2 separate regions of the Sus scrofa genome follow, and region 1 is linked to region 2. The links are chromatin contacts, called in public promoter capture Hi-C maps. All regions are on one chromosome and are shown on one strand. The core of a region is the stretch at or near the end of the contact, and the rest is flanking DNA. Distances in the headings are between cores, read along the strand shown. Region 1 holds the start of EFCAB2 (EF-hand calcium-binding domain-containing protein 2). Region 2 holds the start of ADSS (adenylosuccinate synthase).

What was found. Promoter capture Hi-C pulls out the DNA fragments that hold promoters and counts their contacts.
Region 1: a promoter capture Hi-C map of liver shows a contact between it and region 2, with 4 times the contacts expected there. The contact joins the promoter of EFCAB2 here to the promoter of ADSS in region 2. A contact is called at or near these places in 2 of 5 promoter capture datasets (fetal liver and liver), 5 of 47 Hi-C or Micro-C datasets (heart right ventricle, liver and skeletal muscle) and 2 of 2 datasets of contacts at active chromatin or transcription factors (alveolar macrophages and skeletal muscle).

Annotation. Positions count from the first base shown.
Region 1 is chr10:17,555,590-17,560,405 of Sscrofa11.1, reverse strand. EFCAB2 (EF-hand calcium-binding domain-containing protein 2) reads right to left here and starts at 2,182. Exons shown (of 6, transcript XM_005653792.3): 1 at 1,001-2,182. The coding sequence starts at 1,392.
Region 2 is chr10:17,257,519-17,261,835 of Sscrofa11.1, reverse strand. ADSS (adenylosuccinate synthase) reads left to right here and starts at 2,695. Exons shown (of 13, transcript NM_001097508.1): 1 at 2,695-2,950. The coding sequence starts at 2,768. It overlaps LOC110255648 (a long non-coding RNA gene), which reads right to left and starts at 4,194. Exons shown (of 2, transcript XR_002336233.1): 1 at 3,400-4,194; 2 at 324-3,060.

The DNA.
Region 1 (4,816 bases), core at 933-3,432, 300 kb before region 2:
TCCGAAGAACAAAGGTGGAATGTTATTTTCATTTCTAAGATGTTTACTTCTACAGTTTCGTGGCTTTTTTTTTTTTTTATGTTTTTGCAATGAGTTCCCCCAATTACCAAAATTAACGGAGGATGGTAACCGAGGATCAGGTTTTTATCACACCGCCGAATTAAAACAACGTTAATAGTCTGGCGAAACACACCCATCCCTCCGAGCCCTCCGGCGACAGGACGCCGGTAGGGCGAGTCCCGCCTCTGCCCGCCGCGACCGCGACCGCGACCGCGCGCACTGGGTCCGCTGGTGCCGCCGCAGAGGCCCGGCCGGCGCGCGGGGCTCCCCCCGGTCCCTGCTGGAGTTGGCTCTTTCCTCTTTATTAAATCTGTTTTAGGATGTTTGTTTAAGACAAGCCACCACGCGGGGGGCGCACCAGCACTTGGAAGCCTGTGCGACGGAGCGGCGGTGACCTCGAGGCCGTCCTCCCACATCCCCGCTATGGAGGCAAAATGGTGGCCGCGACCGCCAAGCCGACCGGGCGGGGTTTCGGCGCGGCCGGGGAGGCGCCCCCCGGACTCTGGCGGCCGGGTCCGTCCTCACCCAGGCCGCCCCAGGGGCCCACGGCCTGAGCGGTTGCCGGCGTGGCGCCTGCGGCCACGAGAGCCTCGCCGAGGGCCTGGAGGCGGCGTCCCTGAGACCGTGAACAAGGACGCCATTATGGCCCGGCCGCCTCCGGAGGAGCCGCGGCCCCAACCCGCGCAGGAAGCGAGGCTCGGCCTCGGAGGAGGGGCGAGGCGGAGGGGGCGGGAGGGCGGAGCGGCGGGGCGGGGAAGCCGGCGGGAGCGGGGGAGGGGGCCTCCCCTCCCCTGCCGGGCGCGCGGCAGGCTGCGGCTGAGTCTGCGTCTCGCTGAGGGCGGGGCCCCAGAGGCAGGGAGACCCACCCCGGCCGGAGCTCCTCCGCGCGGCCCGGGGTCGCGGCGGGCGGTGAGGGCCGGGCTCCCGCGGCGCCTCTTACCTGTGCCTTCCCTCTCTCTGTCGTCCGCCATCTTGTTGCGGCGCCGTCGCCCGGGAGAGGCCGGTCGCTAGGCGAGGTCGCGGCGCCCCGGCCCCCTCCTGCCCCGCGGCGAGGCCAGCCCGGAGGATGGGCATCTCCGAATCCCAAGGGAAAAAGACCCTGGAGCGGGGGGTGGGGGGGAAGCTCCGAGCGCGCGCCCTCCCCGTTCCCGCCACGACCCTCTGACGCCCTGGAGGCCGGAAGCCTGGACGCGCCCCCCGCGCCCCGTCCCTCACATCATCCTCCTCCTTCCAGAACCGAGGCCTGAGCCCAGGTTTCTCTGGCTTGGAGGAAGTATTTAATAATAAAGCCTGGAACCCCTCCTGTTCTTGTCTCTGATCATTTGGGGACATCACGGACACACTGCACTCCCCCTCCCCTCCAGTTCTTTGGACCTGGCGTTGCTCGATTTTTTTTTTTTTTTTTTTTCCTACTGCAGATTTTTAAACGCAGCTGGAGAACTGGGTGCAGAGCTCAGCTCCCGAGGGATGACAAAAGCAGCCCGCCATCCCGCCGCCTCCGCTTGGCGTCCGCAGGCCACGGAGGGGCCGGACCTGCCCCACCTCCTGCCCTCGGTTTTCTCCCGTCCAGGACTCGCCTCCCGCTCCCAGAGGCGGCGGCCGAGAGCTGGAGCTGGGACGGAAAACTGGGCCGGCGCGGGAGGAAACCAGAGCCATTAGGCTGTTATTACTAGGAGGAGCGGAATCGCAGTCGAAAAACATGTGTAAAACAGGCGCAAACATTTGCGTTGTCAAGGCTGCGATTTCGGATACAAAATAGAAGGTTCTCATAGCAACAAAAAAGTACCCCTGTTATGCTCACCGTTAGTAGGTGGAAATGTGCTTAGGTGTGAAATTTGACCAGACCACCCGTTAAAGGTACCCAGGGAAAGTTTGAAATCAAGCGTTTCTGAAACTTTGAAGCTGTAGCATGATGGGAAATTTTTTCTCTTTTTAAGGGAAAGCTTACTAGAATGTTTTCTTTCGAAAATGATTTTTGAATAATATCCCTAATGGTGTAGTTCAAGAGAATATATATATTTTAAAACGAATTTTAGGTGATTTTAAGTGCATCTGTGTATTCATTTATGTGATTTTATGTGAATGTTTATAAGCCGTTAGCTAAATATTAAGAGGCCTTCAAAATATAAGATATCAAACGGTTTTATTACCTGAGTTTTTATGCTCCTTTTATTCTAGTTCTGTAATCCCTTAAAACCTTAAGTTGACTAATAATCTTTGTTAAAATATTTTTTTCTGTAGAAGATATTCATGTGGTGCTCTGATCATTCCCTTTGAAATTGACTAGAAACAATTGAATCATCACAAAATGGCTCGTATCTGAAGATAGATTCTTACATACATGGGATATAATTGTGAACAGCTGAAAAATAGGGGAAAGTAATCATTAGCATGTATATTTAAATTTCATAGTCATTATGGTCTAGTTATATGTTTTAAAAGACCCCTCTTTCCATATAGATGATGAAGGTCTTTGAAATAAATGTGGAAAACCCCAGCTTCAGGTTCCCTACAGGCTCAGACGCTGCTTTCAGTTTTCTTTTTCTGGAATGCCTTTCCCTCCTCTCTCTCTCCCCTCCCAGTATTCACCCCCCCACAGACACACATTTGTCCTCTCCCTGTCGTCAGTGACATCCCTGAAGGTCAAGTACTTGAAGCTTTCCCTGTCAACCCTTTCCTTGGAGGTGCCCTACTGGTAAATCCTCTTGCAGTGATTTGCAATGACTTTGTTTATTTCTTTCCGCCTATCAAAGGTAAGCTCTTGAGGACAAGTTGTGCTTTATTTGTCCATATATCCCCAGTGCCTAGAACAATTTCTCCATGTTTGAAATAATGCCTTTTTTTTTTCTTTCTTTCTTTTTGGGGCCAGACCCAAGGCATATGGAAGCTCCCAGGCTAGTGGTCACATTGGAGCTTCCGCTGCCGCCCTACTCCACAGCCACAGCAATATGGTATCCGAGCTGAATCTGTGACCTACACCACAGCTCACAGCAATGCCAGATCCATAACCTGATGACTGAGGCCAGGGATCGAATCCGCAGCTTCATGCATCCTAGTTGGGTTTGTTACCACTGAGCCACACAGGAACTCCCAGAAATAATGTACGTTTTTAAAATTAGGGCAGGAGTGGAGTTCCCTTCGTTGCCCAGTGATTAACGAACCCAACTAGTATCCATGAGGACAGGAGTTCGATCCCTGGCCTCGCTCAGCGGGTTAAGAATCCGGTGTTGCCGTGAGCTGTGGTGTAGGTTGCAGACCCGGCTTGGATCCTGCATTTCTCTGTGGTGTAGGCGGCAGCTGTAGCTCCGATTCAACCCCTAGCCTGGGAATCTTCATATGCTGTAGGTGCAGTCCTAAAAAGCAAAAAAATAAATAAATAAATAAAATTAGGACAAAATTTAGTCTTCTCAAAGACTTAATGGGAAACAAACTTTATTATTTAGATTATTTCAAGCCACATTAATCTGTACTTCTCCGAAAGCCAACAGCACATTTAAGACAACATTGTTTCTCTAATTTAAATGATAAAAAAATACTTAATGTATGTTAACTAACCCCTCCCTCCCCAATTAGATTTGAAGACTGGAGCCCAACATATAGACCTTTTTTTTTTTTTTTCTATTTCTTTGGGCCGCTCCCGCAGCATGTAGAGGTTCCCAAGCCAGGGGTCGAATCGGAGCTGTAGCCACTGGCCTACGCCAGAGCCACAGCAACGCGGGATCCGAGCCTTGTCTGCAACCTACACCACAGCTCACAGCAACGCCGGATCCTTAACCCACTGAGCAAGGGCAGGGACCGAACCCACAACCTCATGGTTCCTGGTCGGATTCGTTAACCACTGAGCCACGACGGGAACTCCTAGACCTTTTATATATACACAGTATCTGTCCCAACTTGGGACACATACTAGGAGCTTAATATTTTCAATTGACTAATTGGCTGATTAGTCCTAAAAATAATTAGTCTGGAAAACTTTCCACAAAGTGAAAAAAAAAAAATTACCATCCAAGTGACAAAAGCCACCTACGCCAATGTGTAAATGCAGACACTACGCTGATGCTTGCTGGAGGTTTCCACTTTTCTTTGGTTTTGGAAACCTGACCTCTGATTATATTACTCTTTCAATGCTTTTTAAACATTATTAGCTTACTTTGGGCAATAGCAAATTAATTACAGCTATATTTCTTTTTCCTCAGAATATATTTCAATATAGATTGGATAACTTTGTAATATAATTAATATTTTGCTGCTAAGGAATTTTTTCATTTAGAATTTCACAGTGTTGTTTGTTTTTGTTTTTGTTTTTTTCTGGAAATTCAGAATTGAAAAGTTATTTTTGATCCCCTGCATGGATATTAGACAAGCTTAGGTCTAAACCAGAAAAGCGAAGGCAGGAGTTGCCATTGTGGCTCAGCGGGTTATAAGAACCCAACCTTGTGTCCTCGAGGGTCCGGGTTCGATCCCTGGCCTCTCTCAGTGGGTTAAGGATCCCATGTTGCCATGAGCTGTGGTGTGGGTCACAGATGCGGCTCAGATCCCAAGTTGCTGTGGCTGTGGTGTAGGCCTCACTGCAGCTCTGATCTGACTCCTAGCCTGGGAACGTTGAGATGCCGCAGGTGTGGCCATTAAAAAAAAGAAAAGAAAAAAAGAAAAGCAAGGGCCAAGGGCCTAGTTTCAGGCAGTGATACTTATTCGATTATTCAGTGGGGCCAGAGGGATATGTACAGGTTACATCTTTTTACATGTTTGAATTTAT
Region 2 (4,317 bases), core at 1,446-3,945:
GGTCATTTCTGAGTCTATGTAGCTCTCTCTCAAATATGACATTCGAGTCAAAGCCTTGGTAAAGTAGTCAATATTTCTAATTGTATCCTGTTGTAAGAACAGGTTGTAATTGAATGCACATAAATAATTAACAGTATTGTCGGGAAAAGAATACTTAAGAGTTTCCAAATTCTTAAGGAATTAGGTAGAAAAAGATAAATGTTTCATCTTTGCTTTACATTTCATCGGATTGCTCGAAGTCATAGATCCATACTTAAGAGACAACGTTTTCTTAAATCTGGAAAAGTAAAACATCAGGGGACTAGCATAAGAAATCAAAAAAATTATATTCATCCTCAAAAAGACTTCATTCAGAAAAGTAAAACATTAGGGAACCAGCACAAGAAATCATAAGTTACAATCATCCTCATTTTCTCATTTCGTCTCCTGTAAATCTTGTTAATCTTGACCTTGGGTTAGCAGCTTTATGAGTCAATTCTCCATTAAAGTTTTAGAAATTTTTACCCAGTTCAGTGTTGTGATCTTAAAGTTACCAAAAACCTGTATTCTAGAGTACTTGTTAGGGTCTTTTCCACAAATCTCCTTAAGATGAAGTATTTTTGTAGAAACACTTTGTAACGTGTCAGAGTAAAACAACTGTCTGTGAATGATAAAAGACTTAAATGCCCATTATTAAAGATCCAATGAGTTCATTATAGCGGAATTAACTGGGGAATTTGGTTAGTTCTATGACATAGACTATTTTATGAATGAATTCTGAATGATTAATCCCAGGACATATCAGACTTCTAGTAATGTCATATAATTTCTGAAATATTTATAGCATATACCTATATAGATGCAACTTAAAGAAGGCTTAGTATTATTTCCTATTTGTCAATGTTTCCCATGTAATTTTCCAAATAACCTAATTAATTTAATATCTCCCTTTTTATAAGGAGTGAGGGTAGAACTTTTGAAATGTTCCAGGAGCCCTCCAGAAAAACCCCAAAGTTAATTGAAGGTCAAAAAGACTTCATTTATAATGTGATTTGGGGGAAGTTTTTCAAAAATATCAAATTTTTGGACATGACTAAATTGAATCACAGATCATTATGAAATATTTTTTTCTTATTTTATATATATAATATATATGTATACTTTTGGCTATCCCATGGCATATGGAGTTCATTATGAAATATTTTTTATTATATATATAATATATATGTATACTTTTGGCTATCCCATGGCATATGGAGTTCATTATGAAATATTTTTTTCTTCTTACATATATATAATATATATATACATTTTTGGCTATCCCGTGGCATATGGAGTTGCCAGGCCACAGTTTCGACCTACAACCACAGCTGCACTAAGGCAGATCCTTTAACCCACTGTGTGGGGCCAGGGATCTAACCTGAACTGCACTGCAAGACACCACCAATCCCATTGGGCCACAGTGGGAACCCCATGAAATGATATTTAATTATTCATTTAACTAAAGTGACAAAAAGATTTCAAAGGTTACAGTATTGGTGCTGGGGCAGGGAGGAATCTGCGTTCCTTTTTTTTTTTTTTAAAGAGGGCCATGAAAATTCCTATGTGAAAAATGTCCTCCCTTACCACAGAAGAAGTTATATTCTTATCTTCCTTCTGGATATGCAGTCTGCTAGGAGGGGTATCTGCACGAGAGTTTCCCCTTTGGGCTTCCCGATGCCATTTAAAGTGGGATCTATTTGTTTTCACAGTATACTTGGGAATCTAGCGGCACCTGATGTATATGGAGGAGCACGATATACAGAAAGGGCTTGGGCTCTGGACTCAGACCATTTAGGTACCAATTCAACCCCCCTTAGAGGAAGTTAGCTAACTTTTAAACCCTGTAAAATAAGGATAAGATATTACTTATCTCATTTGGTTGTGGGAATTAAAAATGCATTACAGTATCAGGCACATATTACGCGACATTGGTAATTGACTCCCCCTCTCTGAGACTTTGCTACTAAAGTGTAAAATGAGAAGGTTTCGGGCTCTACTAGATCTCTACGTTTCCAGGACTAATGTCCTCTGCATGACTGCCTTACTTTGGAGTTTGCCCTTTTTGATCCTGGTCCCCATCTCTGTTCTCACTTGCAGAGCTTTACTTTCCAATACTGTCTGTAATTTGTCCCAACTTCACCTCATTTGTACTTTTAAATTCCACCCTTTGCATCTTGTATACATTATCTCATTCCTTAATAGAAACAAATTAAAAGATGATTTAAAAAAATGAACATATTCAGAGACCGAAACCTGCAGATGGCAGACACCAAATCACCGGAATACGTCGCTTGAGCCAGAGCGCTGCTTGGGAGTTGTAGTCCGACGCCCCGGCACGCACTTCCGCGCCTCTCCAGTTTGAAAAGCGGCCTTTCCCCGGCGAGTGGGCGGGGCGTCGAGGCTGAGGCACGCTTGAAGCCACGCCCCCTCCCCTTTCTGCTCGCCGGGTTCGCACTGGAGGGGCGCGCCCGGTCGCGGAAGGGGCGTATCCTTTTCCTGGGGCGGTGCTGCCGCGGCCGGCGTGCGCGGGGAGGTCCTGGTGCCCCCCTCCCCGAGAGGGCCGCGGGGACGCGGGGCGGGGCGGGCCTGGCGGGAGGGTGGCGACCCGGCAGGCGGGGCAGGGGCAGGGGCGGGCTGGCTCTGGCTCCTTCTTCCTCTGCATGTGGCTGGCGGCGGCAGAGCAGTTCAGTTCGCGCACTCCCGACCGCCCGCGTCCCCTTCGGGCTCTCCTCGCGTCTCTGGAGCCATGGCGTTCGCCGAGACCAACCCGGCGGCATCCTCCTTGCCCAACGGCGACTGCGGCCGCCCCAGGGCGCGGCCTGGAGGCAACCGGGTGACGGTGGTGCTCGGCGCGCAATGGGGCGACGAAGGCAAGGGGAAGGTGGTGGATCTGCTGGCGCAAGACGCCGACATCGTGTGCCGCTGCCAGGTGAGTCGGCCGGGCTCAGACGGGAAGCCAGCCCGGGAGCTGGGGCCCAGAACTCCAATCTACGGTCCAAACTAAGGTGTCACCTTGCGGGTCTCTCCTCATGTTATGACCTACAGCGAAGTGGAGAAATGGCGGGAGGTCAGAGACCCCTGACGAGGGGTCTTGGGTTGAGGGTTCGGGGAGGCTCTGGAAGAGAATGCAGGTTGATGCGGTGCCTTTGAGATGCGCGATGCCTGGAGAGTTGCAGTTTTCGGTCTGGGGACCAGTGCTCAAACCCGGGACTGGGTCAGGGTGGAGGCGGGATACGGTTTTGAGTTTGAGGATGTACCGCTCGAGGCCTGCCCCCGACTCGGAGCCGGAGACCCTGCGCGGCCGCAGAACCTTCCCCATCCTCACCCACCCGCCCAGGGGGACCAAGTGGGCCGAACTGCCCCGAAATCCAGACTCACCGCTCCTGCACCTGCAGGCCCCGAGCTTGAAGAGCTTTGCCGCCTCCGGTCCACTTTGTTGACGCGAGAACCCACCTCCGGGGTTAGAACTGTTTAATGGCCCCGTTTTCTTTTTTCCTCTGTACCCGGTATACTAACGGGAAATTATTTTTACTTGTTGGTCCCAGAGGAGGGAATCCTAGCTCTTTTACAGGTGAGACAAGTAAATACACGGATGTCAAATCCAGTATTTAGAAATATTTACATTGTTACGGCTCACATCTAGAACGAACCCGGGAAATGGAATAGTAATGTACTTCCTACCGGGAGACACGTGGTTTCCAGTGTAAGCTTTCTTCCTATTTGTCGTTTGCTTTGAAGCAGCCTAGAGGCTAGGCCTTTGTAAAGGCTCTTAAATAACTATTACCAATTTCAAAAATCGAAATAGTTGAGCAATAACCACTTTCAAAACAAATTCTAATGTAATATCTGAAGTTACCTGCTCCCTGTTTAGGTTGCAAGAATCTTTCTTCCTCCTGAACATACATGACACAACATGATGACACTGTGTATGTTAACAAGTTTTTATGCCCACTTGAGTGTTAGTTTTCTACCCAAAATGGAACACCATTTGAGCCTGCAGAAAAGCTAATCGTAGGTACAGCAAAAGTTAAAAATGCAAAAATCTTGTTTTTTGTTTTTTGGTTTTTTTTGCAGGCAGAAATCCACCCTGTCCATTCCTTGGATAAGATAGCTGTTGGCACCAGTGGCCTCTTAGCACCACCACCTTCCAGTTCTCCACCCCTCAGGCCACACACATACCTTGCTTAATGACACCCTTAAAGGGTTGCCTTTGAATTCCTGCCTCTCGCTGCCTTAGGAGCTGCTCCAGAAAGCTGGCCTTCACCTTCCTTTTGTCTTAAAATCGAATCTGGCTGT